3 separate regions of the Rattus norvegicus genome follow, and all the other regions are linked to region 3. Evidence: chromatin contacts called from public Hi-C data. All regions are on one chromosome and are shown on one strand. The core of a region is the stretch at or near the end of the contact, and the rest is flanking DNA. Distances in the headings are between cores, read along the strand shown.

What was found. A called contact is a pair of places that touch in the nucleus more often than the background predicts.
Region 1: a Hi-C map of liver shows a contact between it and region 3, with 8 times the contacts expected there. The contact joins the promoter of Apc here to the enhancer-like site in region 3. A contact is called at or near these places in 5 of 12 Hi-C or Micro-C datasets (the A7r5 cell line, frontal cortex, hepatocytes and 2 more).
Region 2: a contact with region 3 is called in a Hi-C map of liver, with 4 times the contacts expected there. The contact joins two enhancer-like sites. A contact is called at or near these places in 3 of 12 Hi-C or Micro-C datasets (the A7r5 cell line, Schwann cells and liver).

What each region holds. Positions count from the first base shown.
Region 1 is chr18:26,136,912-26,139,816 of GRCr8, reverse strand. It overlaps Apc (APC regulator of WNT signaling pathway), which reads right to left and starts at 1,435. Exons shown (of 15, transcript NM_012499.1): 1 at 1,248-1,435. The coding sequence starts at 1,382.
Region 2 is chr18:25,956,714-25,959,497 of GRCr8, reverse strand. No RefSeq gene overlaps it. Among named protein-coding and RNA genes, the nearest start is that of Apc, 180 kb to the left of the region's middle. Within about 2 kb of position 1,472, at least 6 of the 93 cell types and tissues checked have an H3K27ac peak or open chromatin away from gene starts, as enhancers often do. A contact at or near this core is called in liver, where this site is marked.
Region 3 is chr18:25,687,201-25,690,014 of GRCr8, reverse strand. All of the region lies in intron 13 of Epb41l4a (erythrocyte membrane protein band 4.1 like 4A), which reads left to right. Among named protein-coding and RNA genes, the nearest start is that of Epb41l4a, 73 kb to the left of the region's middle. Within about 2 kb of position 1,409, at least 2 of the 93 cell types and tissues checked have an H3K27ac peak or open chromatin away from gene starts, as enhancers often do. A contact at or near this core is called in liver, where this site is marked.

The DNA of each region.
Region 1 (2,905 bases), core at 186-2,685, 450 kb before region 3:
TTAAAAACTATTTCTGAATTTACTTACGTAATTAAATAAAAAGTTAAATCTAGATCTGAGTTCTCTCACAAATTAGATGTTTACTATCTAAACAGGTCCTCTAGGAGGAGGTCTACAGAGTATACTAGTCAAGTACACAAAATGTATCTGTACTTTGTAGTCTTGAACTCACACACATGCCCCGGACTGCAGTTTAAAGTGTTGGTAGGTGTTAAATAACAAATGGCTTTTTTAACCTATTAGATAACTGACCCAGGTACTTAAAGTCACTGATCTGTAGCTGGTGATAAGGAAAAATAAGTGTTTGTTATAGTTTACCTATTTCCAAAGGGCTATGAAGTGAATATTTTGGAGATGTTATTGCCAGAGTGTTTTATGGCAATTATTAGAGTGGAAAAAAAGATCAATAGCAAGATAGGTAAGAGAGTTGTGAGATCAAAGGCTGCCCTGTTAGGATAGGATGTCGTATCTAAAGGATAAGTAGGAAAGAGAAGATCAGTTTCCTCAGTGATAAACAACAGTCTAGAAAAGAGAGGAGGCTTTGAAATGGCAGAGAAAGAACTAGACAGACTAGGAATATGGAAAGATACGGAAAGCAGAGTGTTCAGAGGAAAAAGTCAGAATTGAGATGTTAAAATAGCCAAGCAACAGAAACAACACAAAACAAATTTTTTAAAGGAAAGAAATAAACATTTCTACTGACAATCTCCAATTTTATGAAGTTATTAAATTCAGTGGGAAGTTGCTTAACTGGAAATTAAAGTAACTAAAATTTTAATCAATGACTTTGAAGACAGAAGGTTTTCGCCTCTACACACTAAATACTCTAACTCTTTTTGCTACCTGGAAAAAACTTCAGGGCTTGAAGTACCATGGCAATCACCACGTAGACTTGATGATGACTGTATTTTCTAAACAGGACAATGTAACCTTTGAGATACTAGTCAATATCTGTAAAATAAAGCTAATCTCCACAAGTATACAGAAAACCTTTCCACTAAATCAAGTATAAGGTAAAGTTGGGGATCTTATTTTTAAAATTAAAGACTAAGAATGAACCAAAACCAAGGTTAATTTTTTTTGCATGATTCAGTAGATTAATTTGATGCATTTACTAAGAATATGTTAACTCTTCTAAGAGTTTATTATATATAGTTTTAGGTAAATAAAGTGTCTTAGCTATCCCAAGTTTACAAGAGGAAACACTGAAAGTGGATAAGCTACAATCAAAGTCGCAGTCTTGATACCTTCATGTTAGATGCCTCAGTTTCCAGTTCTGTAAGGTGATTGGAATTATCTTCGAGCTCTTGTCGAAGATTTGAGTTCTCCATCTTCAGGGCCTCAACTTGCTTTAACAACTGATCATATGAGGCTGCTGCCATCCTTGGCTACCCTTGGACCTATAAGGTTAAAAAGGATTTTGAAATTCACTACTAAAAATGGAGTAGCTGCGTGTAGACAAAGGAAGCGAAGCTCTCCAGACAGGAGGAGTGGTGCTTGTGTCCAGGTTTGCTCTCCAAACGACATCTTTCAAGCACCAATAGTTTCTTCCCTAAGAGGACGGAACATGGGGTCTGAGCTGAAGAGAAACAGGAAAGGGCAGAGCTTCAGTCCCTTTTGAAGATATCTGCATGTCTACAGGTAAGATTTCTACTGGTAAGACTCTTTCAAGGTTAAAGATGACCTAACTAGTCCAGTACGTCAAACTTACAGAATATAACCACTGATAAAGAATCTGTGTAAGTAACGTTGCACTTTAGTTTCTGATTTGGACTTGGCTAATAGGATTTCAGAACTAGGATACAGTAATGAGACGAGAGTTCATCCTACCATTTTTATTTAATAAAAGGCTTTGTATTAAAACATTATCTATGGCAACGTAGTTCTTAAGATTTACAATGCCAAAGAACTCCAGCCATTCATAAAGTCATCACAAAGGAAAACAAAATTCTGATGGGAGTATCCTATGGCAAAAGTGGTCAGTATTCAAACAGGCTAAAAGATAAAAGGGTTAACATGGATGACCTTAGAAGTAAGACTGCAAAGAAAGGAGAGAAAATAGAGAAGACAAGAGAGAGAACAGCTCAGAAATAAGAGGTCCTTGGCATGACTAGTTACAGGATGACACAAGGTATGCTGGGATTGATCAAGGAAGAGTCAGGAAGCCCACATTCTCTGTTTAGTTTAATGTCAACTCACTTTGGAATTAAAATTAAGAATAAACAATTCTGCATTATCTAATACAAGAATAATATCATACTGGCTACTCATGATAATATGGGAATGGCACAACTTGGGGACCTTGATAACATATCAAGGGACTCGGATCTAGTCAGTTCTACAAGTCATTGGTGAATGGGACAGCCCAGCGATGCCCAAGGAGGGAGGCCTGGGTTGGAGACCATCCACAGGAAGTCTCCAATGTGCAAAGGACAAGCACTTGCATTTGGATGCCCGGGCTCAGGCTTAGGGGTGGTTATTTGTCAGCTACCATTTGCCCCTTCGTTACTTCAACCTGCAGTTGGGCATTTACCAACTGCTTTAATATAGCTTACAGGAACACCAGTGGAGTCAGCACACAGTATAGACTGAAAAACAAAAACGTGTAAGTAAACTATAAAACACACGTGTAGCATAACTTCTTAACAAAACTTCCAGTGAAGCCGTCCTTCCCTTACACCAACAGACGAGAGTGCAGAAGTAAGCCACTCTCTGCAGCACCAACGAGAGCTCTTAAAGATGGAGGAGAACCTCACAGAAAAAAAAAATAACCATTTTTCTGTTTAGATATGCCAATAATGAGCAGGTCCAGAAATACACAGCACATTGAAATCACCTGACAAGTGGGGATCTGACGAAGTTCTAATAATTAAGCTTCAAAGTAATTTATTTCATTTACAAAAAC
Region 2 (2,784 bases), core at 223-2,722, 270 kb before region 3:
CTAAAGTTTAGTGTCCTGACATAACTATTTTGAATTTTTAAAATAATTTGCTCCTGAATCTGAGTTTCACAATGATGGTGGGTAGTGGAATGGGACCCATGGAATCCCTTATCCTGGAGCCTAATCCCTGGAACCCACATGGCAGAAGACTCCCCCAGTCTGCCCTCTGACCTCCACGAGCACAGCACGGCTCTCTAGGAGATAAACAAACAAACATACAAAACAAAAGTAAAAAGAAATGACTAAAACCAAAATTACACCATCGGCTTAGTTAAGAGAACGCTGTTCTAATATAGGCAGTGACGAGGGGATGAGCTGGGGGCCTGAGCCTCCTGCTTCTCCCATGAGCAGCCCCAACTCTGCTGGACGCAGCTTCAGTGAGCAGAGGCACCCGGGCGCTCCCCTGCCTGGCACCGTGGTTGGGAACAGCATGTCCATGTCACACAGGTGACCCTGAGTCTCACTTTCTCTTCAAATTCTCTTCTTGGGCCAGAAGTAGTAAATATGGAGTGTAGATAAAAACCACCCTAAGGAGCAGAGAGAGAGAGAAGCCCTACACATTAACATGCAGAGGGCCCCACCAATTACACAGTTGACATGTGGTGGATAATCACAGCCTAGGGAGGCAGGGAGGCGAACCCCCAGCACACGGTCAGACACACAAGGTAAACCTGAGACCTGGAACTGGGGCAGCTGACTCTGATGCAGGGGAGACCGTGAAACGGCGTAGGTGGGACCGACATGGGCGGTCGGTCTTTCTAGTTTTGCTGACTGTGTGGGTCAAAGTTCATCTGACCCACATTGCAGAAAGCAAGGCCAGCAAGAGCTGGTTAACAAAGCCCTGGTTAATCTTTGACAGAAGAAACGGAGTATTTTCCTGATCCTGAAAGGTTTTGCAACAGACTGTTTTGCTGTAGGCCTTCCTATATTTGAAGGTGGCTTCCAATATGGAAAAGTAGGTTAGTATACATATACTATGCATATGACTTTCGATAACTCCTATTTAATATTTTCGTGTGTTTTAATCTCTAGAGGAATGCACGCATATGTATAATCTCTCGGCTTTGGCATCCTTAGTCATCTGTATGGGGGACATCAGTACAGGCCACTCCCGATCATGAAGCCTGGAAGACAGACCGCAAACTCACTCAGGTTTGAGTGCGAGGGTCTCACAACTGCAGTTTTCTTATTGCTCTGAGGTTGTGCTAAGTCAGGAGGGAGGTGCAAACACCACCTGGCACCTCTGCTTGTTTTTAACAGAACAGAATTTAATTAAATCTAATGCATGCTCTTGATTTATTCTTCTGAAGCTTTTGTAGTTACAGGTTCATGGGAGGAAATTTCTTCACTGTATTTTGAAGATTTGATTCATCAGAATGTCAGGGGGTGGGAGGAAGTTTGGAAGGAAGCAACATCTGGTTCCATGGCTTCTTTAACTTTGTGTTTATTTAACAACCACTCAGCGTGCCTGTTATCATGCTGGGCACTGCGCCAAGTGCTTCACAAATACCAATTAATTTAGCATTTATAACAGTCTGGGCCAACTTATTTAGAGGCACAGTGCCACAAAAAGTTTTAGTTCTCTTTCAAAAATCACAAGAGAAATAATTGAATATAATTATCATAATAAATAAGTAATCATGATTCCAGCCAGACTGTGTCTTTGTGCTAATGCAGTTATAAACTACGATTTAAAATAGTTTATGCAGAAAGAAACTCACAAAGGCCAGTGTATCTAGGGCCCATGTCTATAGTAATACAGAAACTCTGCCATGATCTTTACTTGATAGATGAGAAACCTGAAACATAGTTAAACAACTTGGTGAATTTCACACAACTAGAGATTGCCAGAGGTGGGACTCAAGTCTAGGCAGTCTGTTCCTAGTGTTTTTAGCATACCACACTGCTCTACAAGAATATGGTCATCAATTGTGTGTGTATCTGTGTGAATTTGTGTGTGAGAGTAGTGTGTGAGTGTGTGAATGTGTTTATGTGTGTGAATGATGAATGTGAGTATGTGTATGTGTTTGTATGTGTGTGAGAGTACGTGAGTGTGTATGTGTGTGTGAATGTGTGTGTGAATGGTGAATGTGTGAGTGTTTGTGTGTAAGTGTGTGTTTGTGGTGAGAGTATGTGTGTGAGTGTGTGTGTATGTGTTTGGGTGTGTCTGTGTATATGTAAGTATTTGTGTGTGTGTGAATGATGAATGTGAGTGTGTGTGTTTGTGTGTGAATATGTGTTTGTATAGGTGACAGAGTATGTGTGTGAGTGTGTGTATGTGTGTGTGTTTGTGTGTGAGAGTGTGTGTGAGTGTATGTGTGTGTGTGTGAATGGTGAATGTGAGTATGTATATTTGTGTGTGAATATGTGTTTGTATGTGTGACAGAGTATGTGTGTGAGTGTGTGTATGTGTGACAGAGTATGTGTGTGAGTGTGTGTATGTGTGTGTGAGAGAGCGTGTGTGAGTGTATGTGTGTGTGTGTCAGCGTATGCGTGTGTGTGTTTTCCAGATAGCTACTCTAATGTAAGCTGTAATGTAATGTAATGTAATGTAATGTAAGACTGTCTTCTTTCCTGCTTTTCGTTGTGTTGCTGCTGCTGATGTCAACCTAACACAGGCTAGAGTTATCTGGGAAGAAGGAAGCACAAATGAGATGTCTGCCTGTGGGCGGGTCTTTGGAGCATCTTCTCGATCAGTGATTGATGTGGGTGGGCCCAGTGCATAGTGGGCAGTGCCACTCCTGTGTCCACCGTCCTCGATACTGTAAGAAGGTGGACAGAGTG
Region 3 (2,814 bases), core at 160-2,659:
GGGTGTGTGTAGACATCAGGGGACAACCTATGAGTCTTTACGTCTATCTGAGGATGGGACTCGGGTCACCAGGCTTGCTAGCAGGTGCTTTTACCTGCCAAGTCATTTATACACACACCTGCTAAGTTCTCTCTCTCTCTCTCTCTCTCTCTCTCTCTCTCTCTCTCTCTCTCTCTCTCTCTTGCACACGCACATTTCTTTTTCAAAAACAATTGTTCCTCTTCCTCACATCTCACACTAGGCTTGGCATAGTGGCCATGGGTTTTGCGTTCCTTGTGAATTGTTTTTCTGCCTCCTCAGCTGTTGTGAACGGGTTCAAGCCTCAGGTGACACCGGTCTTCATCTGCCCTCTCACTGTCTGGGACTCAGGTCTCGCCTCCTTTTCTTTCTGTCTCTAACCACTGCCCGCTGTCAGCGTTGATTCTGCAGTCACACTCTAGATCGTCACGATAACTTGTCCACTCACTTCTGTCACCTAATTTTAGCTACTTTCAGATTCGTAATTTTCAGGTGGGGGACAACTTTATCTTTTCTGGGACACTAGGCAATGTCCAGAGTCATTTAACGGTTTGAGTTACATCTATTTATTTGTGTGTTAGGGGTCAGATGGGGACTATGTGTCATATCATATGTGTGGAGGCCAAGTCTTTTGGGAGTTTCCACAATATGAGTCCCAGGGATTGGACTCAGGTCGTTAGACTTGGTGGCAAGTGTCTTTACCTGTGGAGTCATCTCATGGGCTCCCTAGAGTCATTTTTGTCTTTAACGTTAAGGAGGCTACTGGCTTCTAGTGGTTAGATGTTGGGGTGTCACTGACCTAATCTTACAAAGCACGGGGAAGTTCCCAAAGAGTCAGTGCTCAAAATATCAGCAGTGAGGAGAGCTCAAAACCTTCTGTAACAGGAAGACGGCTAACCCACCTTTCCAGTGTGCCTGGGAGAACAGGCTGTGAGCACAGCAGCGCCTCCACATCCACACCATGTGATAGATGACGGGTGGCGTCCTCTGAGAACTGCATGCTGGCCCAGTGTTGGGTGGCGTCCTCTGAGAACTGCATGCTGGCCCAGTGTTGGGTGGCGTCCTCTGAGAACCGCATGCTGACCCACCGTTGGGTGGCGTCCTCTGAGAACTGCATGCTGACCCACCGTTGGGTGGCATCCTCTGAGAACCACATGCTGACCCACCGTTGGGTGGCATCCTCTGAGAACTCCATGCTGACCCACCATTGGGTGGCATCCTCTGAGAACCGCATGCTGGCCCAGTGTTGGGTGGCGTCCTCTGAGAACTGCATGCTGACCCACCGTTGGGTGGCGTCCTCTGAGAACTGCATGCTGGCCCAGCATGCCTGGAGTGGAAGAAAAGCTTAGTACTCTGAAATCTTTGCACCCTCTTAGTTATCATTTAACAGTTTGGCATACTGCCCAGGGGATCAGATGGGCAGAGTGTAGGAAAGACAGGTTTTGTTCAGGAGACCTTCCAGACTGTTTGTGTGATCTTTAAAGCATAAAACTTTATATGACACAAGTTAGTATTCAACAGCGTTCTCGGTTGGACCTCAGTGCTTTGGCTCCTACCCCTTACCATAGTTCATTCCTTTTCATTTGATCTGAGGAGCAGATTTTGGTTGTCCTCTCACCAGTCCACACACACAAAGGAAAAGTCACTTAGTCTGTTCTGTAGCTAAATAAATAGCTTATTGTCGTCTGTGGATTCAGAAAGCCCAGCCATGAGGGACAGATGAGAGAATCGACAAGATTGTATGCTGAAAGTGATGCTGGACCTTGGTATAAAATTCCACAGGGCGGGGTGGTCTGTGGCTTAATTCTTGGCCTTTTTATCGGTATGGCTTAGGACCATTTGGGGATCTCCTATAGATCTCTCTCCTGAAGGGACGGTGGCAACAACTGAAATAAGTTCACCATTCCTCGCTACAATGGGGGTTCACAGTTAGCTTGATGGTACTAGAACGTTGGACACAATGCTACCTATCATTTCTGGTCTTCGGGTAAAGCATGTCAGCATGAGTGGAGGCCACAGATGGGCTCTTTGTGGCCTACATTTCACTGTAGAATTGCCACTTGAGATGTCACATGAAATGGGGGACCACTTGCTTTCCCCTCATGGCTGTTGCTTGTCATGGCAGACTGTGTTGAGAGTCTTACAGTGGGCAACGGAAATGAATTCTCTGTTTAAAAGTAGCGGGCAGTTGGTGAACTGGCTCAGCAGGTTTAGGGGTGCCTACTGTCTCGCCTAAGGAACTGAGTTCTGGGGACCAGAGAGCTAAGTGCTGCAGACCGTCCCGAGTGCACAGTGGTGTGTGTACATGTGCACACATAAGTAAGTGCGATGGAAAAGTAGACAGTGAGCTCAGGAACCAGAGCCCCCAAATTACTGCTCAGTCACTACCAGAGGGTTTGCACATGTGCTCCCAAATGTCTGAGTCCCTCCCTCCCTCCCTCCCTCCCTCCCTCCCTCCCTATATAGTTTTTGCTTGTGATGTGCATGGTCTTACTACGTAACACCGGATGGTTAGGCTGGCATCAAACCTGTGGTGAGACCCCTCCCCTGCCCCCTGCCTTGCTTCCAGGCCCTTTCATAAGCGAAACTCTGGTAATGGCTCATTTTTATTTATGTACATTTATGTGAGTTTTTCAGTCTCACTAGCCAATAATGAATTGACCTGCTACCGTTTCTCTGATAATTGTAATGGCTCTCTCTGCTCTCTCTGCTCTTACTGCTGCTCTCTCTGCTGCTCTCTCTGCTGCTCCTGCTACTCTCTCTGCTCTCTCCTGCTGCTCTCGCTGCTCTCTCTCG